Linked DNA regions of Mus musculus: region 2 is linked to region 1. The links are chromatin contacts, called in public Hi-C maps. All regions are on one chromosome and are shown on one strand. Each heading gives the region's core, a stretch centred on a gene start, on an enhancer-like site or on the middle of the called end of the contact. The rest is flanking DNA. Distances are from core to core; before and after follow the strand shown. Region 1 has its middle 16 kb from the start of A330070K13Rik. Region 2 overlaps Caln1 (calneuron 1).

Region 1 (4,791 bases), core at 882-3,381:
ATGCCCTATCTCTGCCTTCCAAGTGCTGGAGAAATGGGGATGGGGGGTCAGCTGCCTGGCATTTATGTAGATTCTCAGGATCTTTTGTGGTTGTTCTTGTTTTGGGTTTTTTGTTTTTGTTTTTGCTTTTCAAGACAGGGTTTCTCTGTCCTGGCTGTCCTGGAACTCACTCTGTAGACCAAGCTGGCCTGGAACTCAGAGATCCACCTGCCTCTGCCTCTGCCTCCCAAGTGCTGGGATTAAAGGCATGCACCACCACTGCCCGGCAATTCTCAGGATCTTAACTCTAGTCTTCATGCAAGTATTTTATCCACTGAGCCATCTCCTCAGCCCCAGGAATAAAAAGTATTCCTGAGGCATATGTCACTCATTTTAGCTATCAGATTATTAAGGCAATACACACACACACACACACACACACACCGCAATTGTCAAGTTCTCCTAGAGTCTCACTGTGTAAGAAGGAAAAATCTGAAGACTGGAGCCTGCCTGAATGGGTAACGCATCTCTAAGAAGGAGACTTCACAGAATTCTCCCACCTGTCGGACCACCTTGCATGAGAAACTAGAGCTGAGACATGGAGGGGTCAGTGATGGGCAGGACCACACCTTGACCACAATATGCTTAGCTATACAAATTTCTTGTGCATGTGTGCAATCTCTCTCAGAATTTATTTTTAGTTTTAGTTATGTATATGAAAGTGTGTCTGTGTGTGGTTATGTGCACATGTGAATGCTGCAGGTGCCAGAGGAGGCCAGAAGAGGGTGCTGTATCCTCTGGAGCTGGAATTACAGGTGATGGTGAGCTACCTGAAGTGGGTACTGGGAACCAAACTCGGGTCCTCTGAAAGGGTGCACTTAACCATCATCTTGTTCTTTAAACTGAAATCTCATGTCGGGACCCCAAAGATGACTTGCAGGGGTGGGAGAGAATGTCCTGGACCTCTCTGTTCCTCTTCTCCTTTCTCTGATTTTCACTATGGTTGTTTTTTTAATTGACCTGCTGAGGTCCGGAGGTGAGCCTAACTCTTTAGAGCTGACAGAGTCCCAGCTCTGACCCTGGTGGTGCTGGGAAGAAAAGGAGAGAGTTGCAGAAGATGAGCACACGTTTTCTTAGAGGGGCAGAGTTTGCCCATAAAGTACACAAATGGGACAAGTTCTAAACAGCGTATTGAGGCCCAAGGGAATGGTCCACCCAGCCAGGTAAACTGCCCAGTCAAGGAAACCCAGAGCATGAATCAAGACTCTGCCGATAGTCCCTGCAGAACCCAGCATCTCCACAGCATAGCATTCGTGCACAGCCCAGGGATCAAAGCAAAACTGCTGTCTGTACAGGGAAGGAAGGAATGAAGAAAGGGAGGGAGGGAAGTAAGGAGGGAGGGAGGGAGGAAGAGAGGAAGGAGGGAGGGAGGGAGGGAGGGAGGGAGGGAGGGAGGGAGGGAGGGAGGGAGGGAGGGCAGACGGAATATTTGGACTGGTTAGATGGATCAGCCAGTAAAGCTACTTGGCACTAGTCTGACTTAGATCCCTGCTGCCCACATGGTGGAAAGAGAGAACAGGCTACCCCAAGTTGTCTTCTGACTTCCACACACATGTAATGGTGTGTGTGTGTGTGTGTGTGTGTGTGTGTGTGTGTACAAAAAGAAACAAATAAATAAATGTAAATTTTTATTTAATTTTTTTAGAAATTGGATTCTAAATCTGTTTTGTTTTGTTTTGTTTTGAAACAAGGTCTCATATAGCCCAGGCTGGTCTTGAACTTCCTATGTAGCCAAGGAATGCCTTGATTTCCTGATCCACCTACCCCAAACTCCTGAATACTTGGGATTTCAGGCATGCCACACCACACCTGGTGAACGTGGTTCTGGGACACAAACCCAGGGCTTTGTCATATTAGGCAGGTGACCTATGAACTAAGCGACATCCTCTAACCCAAGGGATCCACGTCTTCTAGAGAAATTTCTCAGCCTGCTACAGTCAACAACCTGTAGAACAGAGGCCACCACCAATCAAAATGGACACTGTCCGGCAAATCACATGGGATGCCAGCCTTCATGAGGTAGTCTGGTGCTGGCTGCCCCCCCAAAGAGCATTCTGTTCCAGAAGTTGTTCTGGTCACCTCTTCAGTTTGCATAACCCAACTCCAGGACCCCCTCCTGCTCTACCAACTGTTAAAACATATGGGATTGTACCCAACCAGCAGCCCTGGGCGACTGCCCTCCAAATCCTGTCAAGAAGAATTACCTCAGAATCCATTGCTTGGCACCCCACTACTATGAGAACAGCTACCCATAGAGTTAAGTCCCTCAGTGTGAACAATAACTTGAAAATCTATTAGCAGTAGTAGCAGGGACCCCTTTTTTCAAGTAATGTCTTAATTCTTTTACTTAATATTTTTAACTTTTAAAATGTTTTCGGAGACAGGGTTTCACTATGTGGCCCTGGCTGGCCTCAGACTCTCTATGTAGGCCATGCAGGTTGAGAACTCACGGAGATCTACCTACCTCTGCTTCCCAGATGCTGGGATTAAATACATGCACCGCCTCTGGCTTCCTCATACATGCACATGTACGAATAAGTGTGAACACATGCACACTTCCGCACATGTAAACACCTGCGTACCCACAAAGGATTAACTCAGACCTACAGAGGCTGTTTGGGGATCACCCTCTTCCTAACCATGCTTCAGCTGTGCACTGGACATTAAGCATTCCCCACACAGGCCCCCCCTTTTTCCTTCTTCCTCCATCCCACACCCAGGCATCATAAGGGGAACAGATCACTCCACTAACCCCTTCCTATCCCAATATTTGCCACAGGCTCCAAAAGAATGAGGCCAAGTGACCATAGATTGGATGCTCTGAAGCCATGAACCACAGTAAGTTACCCCTTTAAAGGTGTCCCAACAATGAAGGCCTGGCTGACGCATCTCTGTATCTTGACAAATGCTACAGAGGCAGCTGTGAGACCCCATGGCGGTGGCCTCTGACCTGCACACGTGTGCCACGACTCATACACACAGATGAACATACATGTGAATACACATATATAATAATAGTAATAATAATACTAAACCATTTTTAAAAGAAGGTCATCAAATAAGATTTGCAGTTTCGGCAGGCTTCTCACTTTGCTGTCACCTGCCTAACTGATGACCCCACAAATGTCTTTGGAAAATGCCTTCGTTTACAGCTTTCTTTTGCCCTACGATGACGGAAACCCATGCGCTCATTTCACAGTGGGACATGTTATTCGAGGCAATGAGAATCCACAAGCCACAGTCACGCACGTTTGCCTCAGATTGAACCCTCTCTGATTCTCTCAGCGGTGAGAACCACGCTGTGCGGTGCTCCTGAGTCTGGGATTTTACTTCCTGCCTTTGAGTCTGCTGCAGGAGCCTCCCTCCCTCCACACTGGCAGGAAGAGAACCCTCCAAGTTACCCCAAAGTCCACCTCCAACCAACGCCATTCCTGGCCCCTCCTTGCTTTCCAGGTCTAGTTTTCTCATTGCTTATTGTCTTTCTCCATTTATTTCCATATTCATTTAATTATGCCTCCCAATTCAAAATGCATCTCTGTACACGGCCTCGAATCTGGAACAAAGTGGAGCTATCTAACCAGAGGCCACGTCCCCATTTCTTTGTAGTGGGCTGCAGCTGTGTTGAGTCAGCCCTTCCAGAGTCCTCTTTAGCAATCACTGTCCATGACAACAGCAGCTTGACTATCATCTAAAACTAGAAAATCTGCCTGGCCGGCGAGATGGTGCTGATGAAACTAACCAAATTCCACTTTATTACGCGTTCCTGTAATCTTGTTAGCCTCCGAGTTCGCAACACCACACTCCCGAGGGGCAGGAGAAAGAAATGAAGCCATCACTGGCTCTGAACCAAGCAGTTGTTACTCTTCCTGCAGTATCTATGGAGTCTCCTAAGGTTCAAGGGCAACGAAGGAAACATTCAGAATGTTGGGTCAGGCCAACTGGAGCTTTAAGATGTTTTAAGTTCCCATTGTACGATTTTGTTTTCCTTCAAATTGGGGGCCAAGGTAAGACAAATTGTGTCGCCTAGAAGTTTCAGAAACACAGGCTTTCAGAGCCAGCAGCTATGGTACATACCTGTAATTCTAGCACTTGGGGAGGGGGGCTGGGGCCAGAGAGTCCAGTTCAACCCGAACTACATATACATCAAGACTGTGATGGTCAGAATCAATTGTCAATTTGACAGGCCCTAGAATCACCCAGGAGACACAGACATGACTTTCTAGATTGGGTTAATAAAAGTGGGAAGAGCCACCTGAAATACGGAGTCACCAGCCCATGGGCTGGGGTCCTGGACTGAATGCAAAGGAGAAATTGAACTGAGTACCAGAATCCATCTCTCTCTGCTTCCTGACTACAGATGCAATGTGACATACCTTGGTAGACTTTTGACACCGTGCCTTCCCCATGGGCCGTGTCCCTCAAACTGCGAGCCAAGGCAAAGCCTACATTTCCTCTTTGAGTTACTTTTTTCAGGGCTCACAATGCACTCAGAAGTCTATTCATAACTAAACTGAAGGGCTAGGGGATGGCTCAGTAGTGAAGCCCTTGCCTAGCATGGGCAAGGTTCTGAGATTTATTTCCAGCACTATAAACAAACAAACAAACAAATAGCAATCAAATCAGCTAGTGGTCCAGATGATCCCAAAGATGATCCTAAAGTTAGGCTGGAGAAATGGCTCGGTGGGTAAAATCCTTGCCCCCCAAGCACCAGGAGCTGAATTCAACAGACAGAAGCAAGCGTGGCAGGAGAAA
Region 2 (4,791 bases), core at 842-3,341, 300 kb before region 1:
ACAGTGAGTTCCAGGTCAATGTCTGCACAGACAGACCCTGTCTCAAAAAGAAAAGCAAAATTTGACCTGTACTCAATGTGTATAACTTATTTTCTCCTCCTGATTTTGTAAACAATACAGTATAAACTATTTACCTTGCCCAAGGTCATATATGTCTCTTGGAGATGATTCTAAACACACTGGCAATGTTCAGAAGCTCTGCACAAATACTATACTCTATAGAAGGGGCATGTCTGGGGATTTTAGTATCCACAAGAGTCTTGGGTCCAATTCCCCATGGATAGACAAACAGACATGATTGTACTCTTGTAGTATCTAGAATAATCTAGATCAACACTGTTAATATAAATAAAACCTTATTTTTTTTCCATACCAGGACTGACTTCCAGCAGTCTCATGTGCCTAGCCCCTTCTTTTTACTGGAGGATGGCTTTATACCAGAGGGCACTGAATCTGTTCCCAGCACCCAGGTCGTGTGCCCCACAACTCCTGTAACTCCAGTTTCAGGGGATTTGATGCCTTCTGCAGGCCTTTCTGGACACCAGCACTCACTCAACTGTGTAAGCGAACCCTCTCCTGTGTGCACGTGTGAACACAGAGGCACACACTGAGAGAATTAAAATGTTTTAAGAGAAAGGTTTTCAATCTTCCAAGTCTACTGGATGACGAGAAAAAAACGGCTGGGGTTTGTCAGCCTTCTCGTTTATTTCACTAATGTGTTCATGTGTCTATCTGTGTGAGTAAACGCCAGGTGTGTGTGGATGTCCTGGGAGGTCAGAAGAGGGTGTGGGACTCCCTAGAGCTGAGAGCTGAACTCAGGTCCTCTGCTACTGGGTCAAGCACTCTTAAATGCTGAGCCATCTCTGAAGCCCCAATATGCCGGTGTCTTTCATCTAGGACAGAGTGACTTAATCCTGACAGGACACAGTTTTGGGGGGTAACGGGAGGACAAGGATAAAGCTGGGCCTTGATGACGTCATAAATTGTACTTGCTCGACATCTTTTTTGCATAAGAGATTACTGGTTTCAGGACAGCAGCCCATATATGGTTACATAAGCTCTGCAGGACACTGAGGATTTGGAAGAAGGTTCCCTAGGGTGGGCCTGGCAAGCTGCTTGCCTCCTGAGGCCAAGGATAGAGTGGGGCAGTTGGATGTAGAGGGATATAATCAGGAGAAGGGAGAGATTTGAGAAAGAAAAGATGAGATGGAGTGGTAACTTGTGTTGAAGCTTGTGGGGTCATGTTCTCAGAGTATTGCTGGAGCTGTTGCTCTCAAGACAGATCATAAAGGGGTTTTGCAATCCAGAGGGAGGTGTAGAATCTTTGCAAGACTTCTAAGCAGACAGTGACCTTGAAGGAGCCTCTCGTTTCATTTCTTGCCTTGGGGCAGATAAATGTCTAAATCTTCCTGAATGTCGGCTTGTCTGTTTTTTTTTTTTTTCTATGTCTCCAAGGACAGAGAGTCTGTGGTCCCCATCCTTCATCTTTTACAAGGTTGGACAGGCGTACTAGGGTATGAGAAGGTGACCATGAGGGCATGACAGATGGGGAAGGGAGCAGGTGTCACTCCGGGGATCCAGTTGGCACAGGGGGCAGGGGGCACGGGAGAGGGAGGGGGAGCAGGCAGAGTCAGTATCCATGATGGCTGGAAGCTGGGGCAGGTGAGCAGAACCCAGGGTGACCTGCTGAGATGACAGATGACAGCATAAGCTGTACAGCAGGAGGGCTCACAGCAGTGACGCTGACAGTGATGACAACAGCTCCTTCAGTCGCTGTGGCCATTCTGGTTGCTACTGCACCGGACACAGAGAATCAGGAAATACTCTAAGATCTATACACAGTCTCAGTGATCCCACAGGGAAGCCATTTCATCGCCTGCTTATTATTTATTATTATTATTATTATTATTATTATTATTATTATTGGGGTGTTTCACCATCTTTTTCTGAGATAGAGTCTCTGAACTGGCCTGGTCATCTAGGCTGGCTTTCCAGTGGTCCCAGAGAAGCTCCTGTCTCTACCTCCCAGCACAGGGATTACAAGTGCACTGTCATACACAGCTCTTGCTCCGGCTCCCTTTCCTCCCCCCCCCCACTCTCCCTCTCTCCCTCCTCCTCCCTCCTTGTCTCTCCCTCTCCCTATCCTTCTTCTTCCCTATGTGTATTGTTCATGTATGCATAAATACTTATACATGCCTGTGTGTGGAGCCCAGAAATCTGTGTCCAGTGGTGTTATTATTCCACCTTATTCTTTGGGTAGGGTCTTTCACTAAAACTAGATCACTGAATGGCTACACTGATGGACTGGCGAGTCCTAAGGAACCTCTTCTCTTTGCTTCTTCAGCTTGCACTGGGATGATAGGTGTTTGTAGTTATACCCTGCTTCTTGTCAGGATACTGGGGATTGAACTCAGGTCCTCACACTGGCACAAGAAGCTCCTTAGCAAAACCATGTGATGCCCAGTGTACAATTCATTCATATATATGTGTGTGTGTGTGTGTGTGTGTGTGTGTTCTGGGAAGTGAACTCAAGTCTTTAAGAACTTTACCAACTAAGTTGTCTCCCTGGACCAATGTCCTACATTCTACTGTTGAGAAAAATAAGCAACAGAATCTGAATATGATCACACAGCTTGAAAGAGAGCGATTTGGGATGCAGAAGCAGCCACTGGCTCCTGAGTACGAGTCTAACCACAAGAATGTCCGTCAATAAGGAATATCAATAAGCCAGAACTGGTAGTAAATTCCTGTGCTCCCACACTCAGGAGGTAGAAATAGGAGGATGGTGAGTTCCAGCCCAGCTTGGGCTACATTGTGAGTTCAAGGCCATCCTGGGCCACATGGTGACTTCAAGACAAAGTAATATAGGAAGTGTTTAGTGGGTAGGTCCCACCAGTAGAACAAACACGTCAAAGGAATCTTAGAGAAGACATGTTGAACATCCAAAGACCTTGATCAAAATCCTAATAGGAAGCAAATCCCTTGCTCTGAAAACATGACCCATATATAGGTCTCCGGTCTAGATCATCCTTGCTAACTGACCAGAAGTTCAGTGCTTCACTGTACACAGAACATCAGAAACTCGAGTGAGAGGCATGGTACAATGTGGCTGCCAGTGCGCCACACATTGTGTACATCATTCCGTGTGCTGAACAGCATTTTCCCATGGACATTCCTATCAGAACTAAGTAATCTCAAGCTCAGATGGGCACAGCAATAGAACCAGCTCCTTCAAGCTCCCAAGACCTCAATTTCCCCACCGTGAACTGTTAACTAAAATAAGTCCTTTTTCTATTAACTTACTTTGTTAGGGTATTTTCCCAGAGTAATGGAAAAATAAACTGAAACACACACCCAGTAAAGTGCTTTCCTTATAAACGAGGGGACCTATGTTCAACCCCCAGCCCGATGTGAAAAAAAAAAGAAGAAGCTGGATGTGGTGGCACCTCCTTGTAATCTGAATGCTGGAAAGGGAGAGACAGGAGGATGCACAGGGAGTGGCTAGCCTTGGATGCTTGGGGCTCAAGGAAAGGCTAGCCTTGGATGCTTGGGGCTCAAGGAAAAGCTAGCCTTGGATGCTTGGGGCTCAAGGAATGGCTACCCCAGCTTATGTGACAAGTTTCAGGCCAGTGAGAGTCAATGTCTTGTAAGACAAGGTGAAAGGTGTCTGAAAAATGATAGAGGGTTGTCTTTTAGCCTCCGTGGGCATGCATGCACAGAGTGCATCTCTGTGTGTGTGTGTGTGTCTGTCTATCTGTCTGTCTGTCTGTCTGTCTCTTTCTCTGCCTCTCTCTCTCACACACACACACACACACACACATACAGAGAGAGACAGAGAGACAGAGAGAGAGCGCAAGCGCCATGGGTATCACCATTTGTCTTAAAAGCCCAGTACTTTTTATTTGTTTCTATTATTCTACACAGACTCACACTGGGAAATTTCCAAATAGCCATCAACTAAATATGAGCACTGGCTTAGACTCAAGCTAGACATCTGTGCTAATTTCCCAGAAGAATACCCACAGAAATATAGATACATGAATGCCAACAGTAAACCCAAGATAAGAGAGACCACGGGTCAAACTGTGGAAGTTTCTGCTAGTGGTCACATTCCTGGGAAGGATCTAGAAAGAAACCAAGCACACGCTTTAAACCACAAGAGGAAAACATAGCCCCAGAGAAATTGAGAACTTATACCAAATAGCCAACCTGCGGACTTTGATAGAAATCCCATGGTGGAGGGGCAACATGGATTAGAAAAATAAAATTTAAAGAAAAAAACGAGCACTGCACTTTTAAAATAAAGATGGCTGCTGTTGGGAAGCAAATATTACCCTGGTCAGAGAAGAAAAAGAGCTTTGATAGTCACCACTTACAAACCACATGGGAACCATCATTGAAACAGCTTTCTGCAGGGCCACAGCTATTGTGAATGGTGTTGTGATAGCATGGGTAGCTTTGGTTTGTTGACTTTGTTTCCTTAGGGTGTGTGACCCAGGATTGGGATGGCTAGGTTATTTGGAAGAGTCAACATTTTCATAGCAGAAATGACTCATTTCTAATTTACCTCTTGAGAGTCATCATGAGTGTTAGCTTAATTGAAGCCTTCCGCTGGGACCCTGTTTAATGTTGTTTAGTTGTACTGTTTCGCAGATGATGAAGTGACAATAGTGACATTCCTTTCTTGTGCTTTTCCTGCTAAAACAATGAGCCCTCTGTGCCCATGCGGTCCTGTTCTAGCCTTGTTTTTATTACTTTGACAAACACCCTGACAAAAAGCACTCTTGAGGA

The links. Hi-C and Micro-C count contacts between places; a contact is called where the count stands out from the background.
Region 2: a Hi-C map of cerebellum shows a contact between it and region 1, with 2.5 times the contacts expected there. The contact joins two enhancer-like sites. A contact is called at or near these places in 4 of 484 Hi-C or Micro-C datasets (brain, cerebellar granule neurons and cerebellum).

Annotation. Positions count from the first base shown.
Region 1 is chr5:130,398,096-130,402,886 of GRCm38.p6, reverse strand. It overlaps a transcript of Caln1 not described here. Among named protein-coding and RNA genes, the nearest start is that of A330070K13Rik, 16 kb to the right of the region's middle. Within about 2 kb of position 2,131, at least 3 of the 459 cell types and tissues checked have an H3K27ac peak or open chromatin away from gene starts, as enhancers often do. A contact at or near this core is called in cerebellar granule neurons and cerebellum, where this site is marked.
Region 2 is chr5:130,698,846-130,703,636 of GRCm38.p6, reverse strand. The region is part of intron 4 of Caln1 (calneuron 1); the gene reads right to left. Among named protein-coding and RNA genes, the nearest start is that of Gm40337, 150 kb to the left of the region's middle. Within about 2 kb of position 2,091, at least 3 of the 459 cell types and tissues checked have an H3K27ac peak or open chromatin away from gene starts, as enhancers often do. A contact at or near this core is called in cerebellar granule neurons and cerebellum, where this site is marked.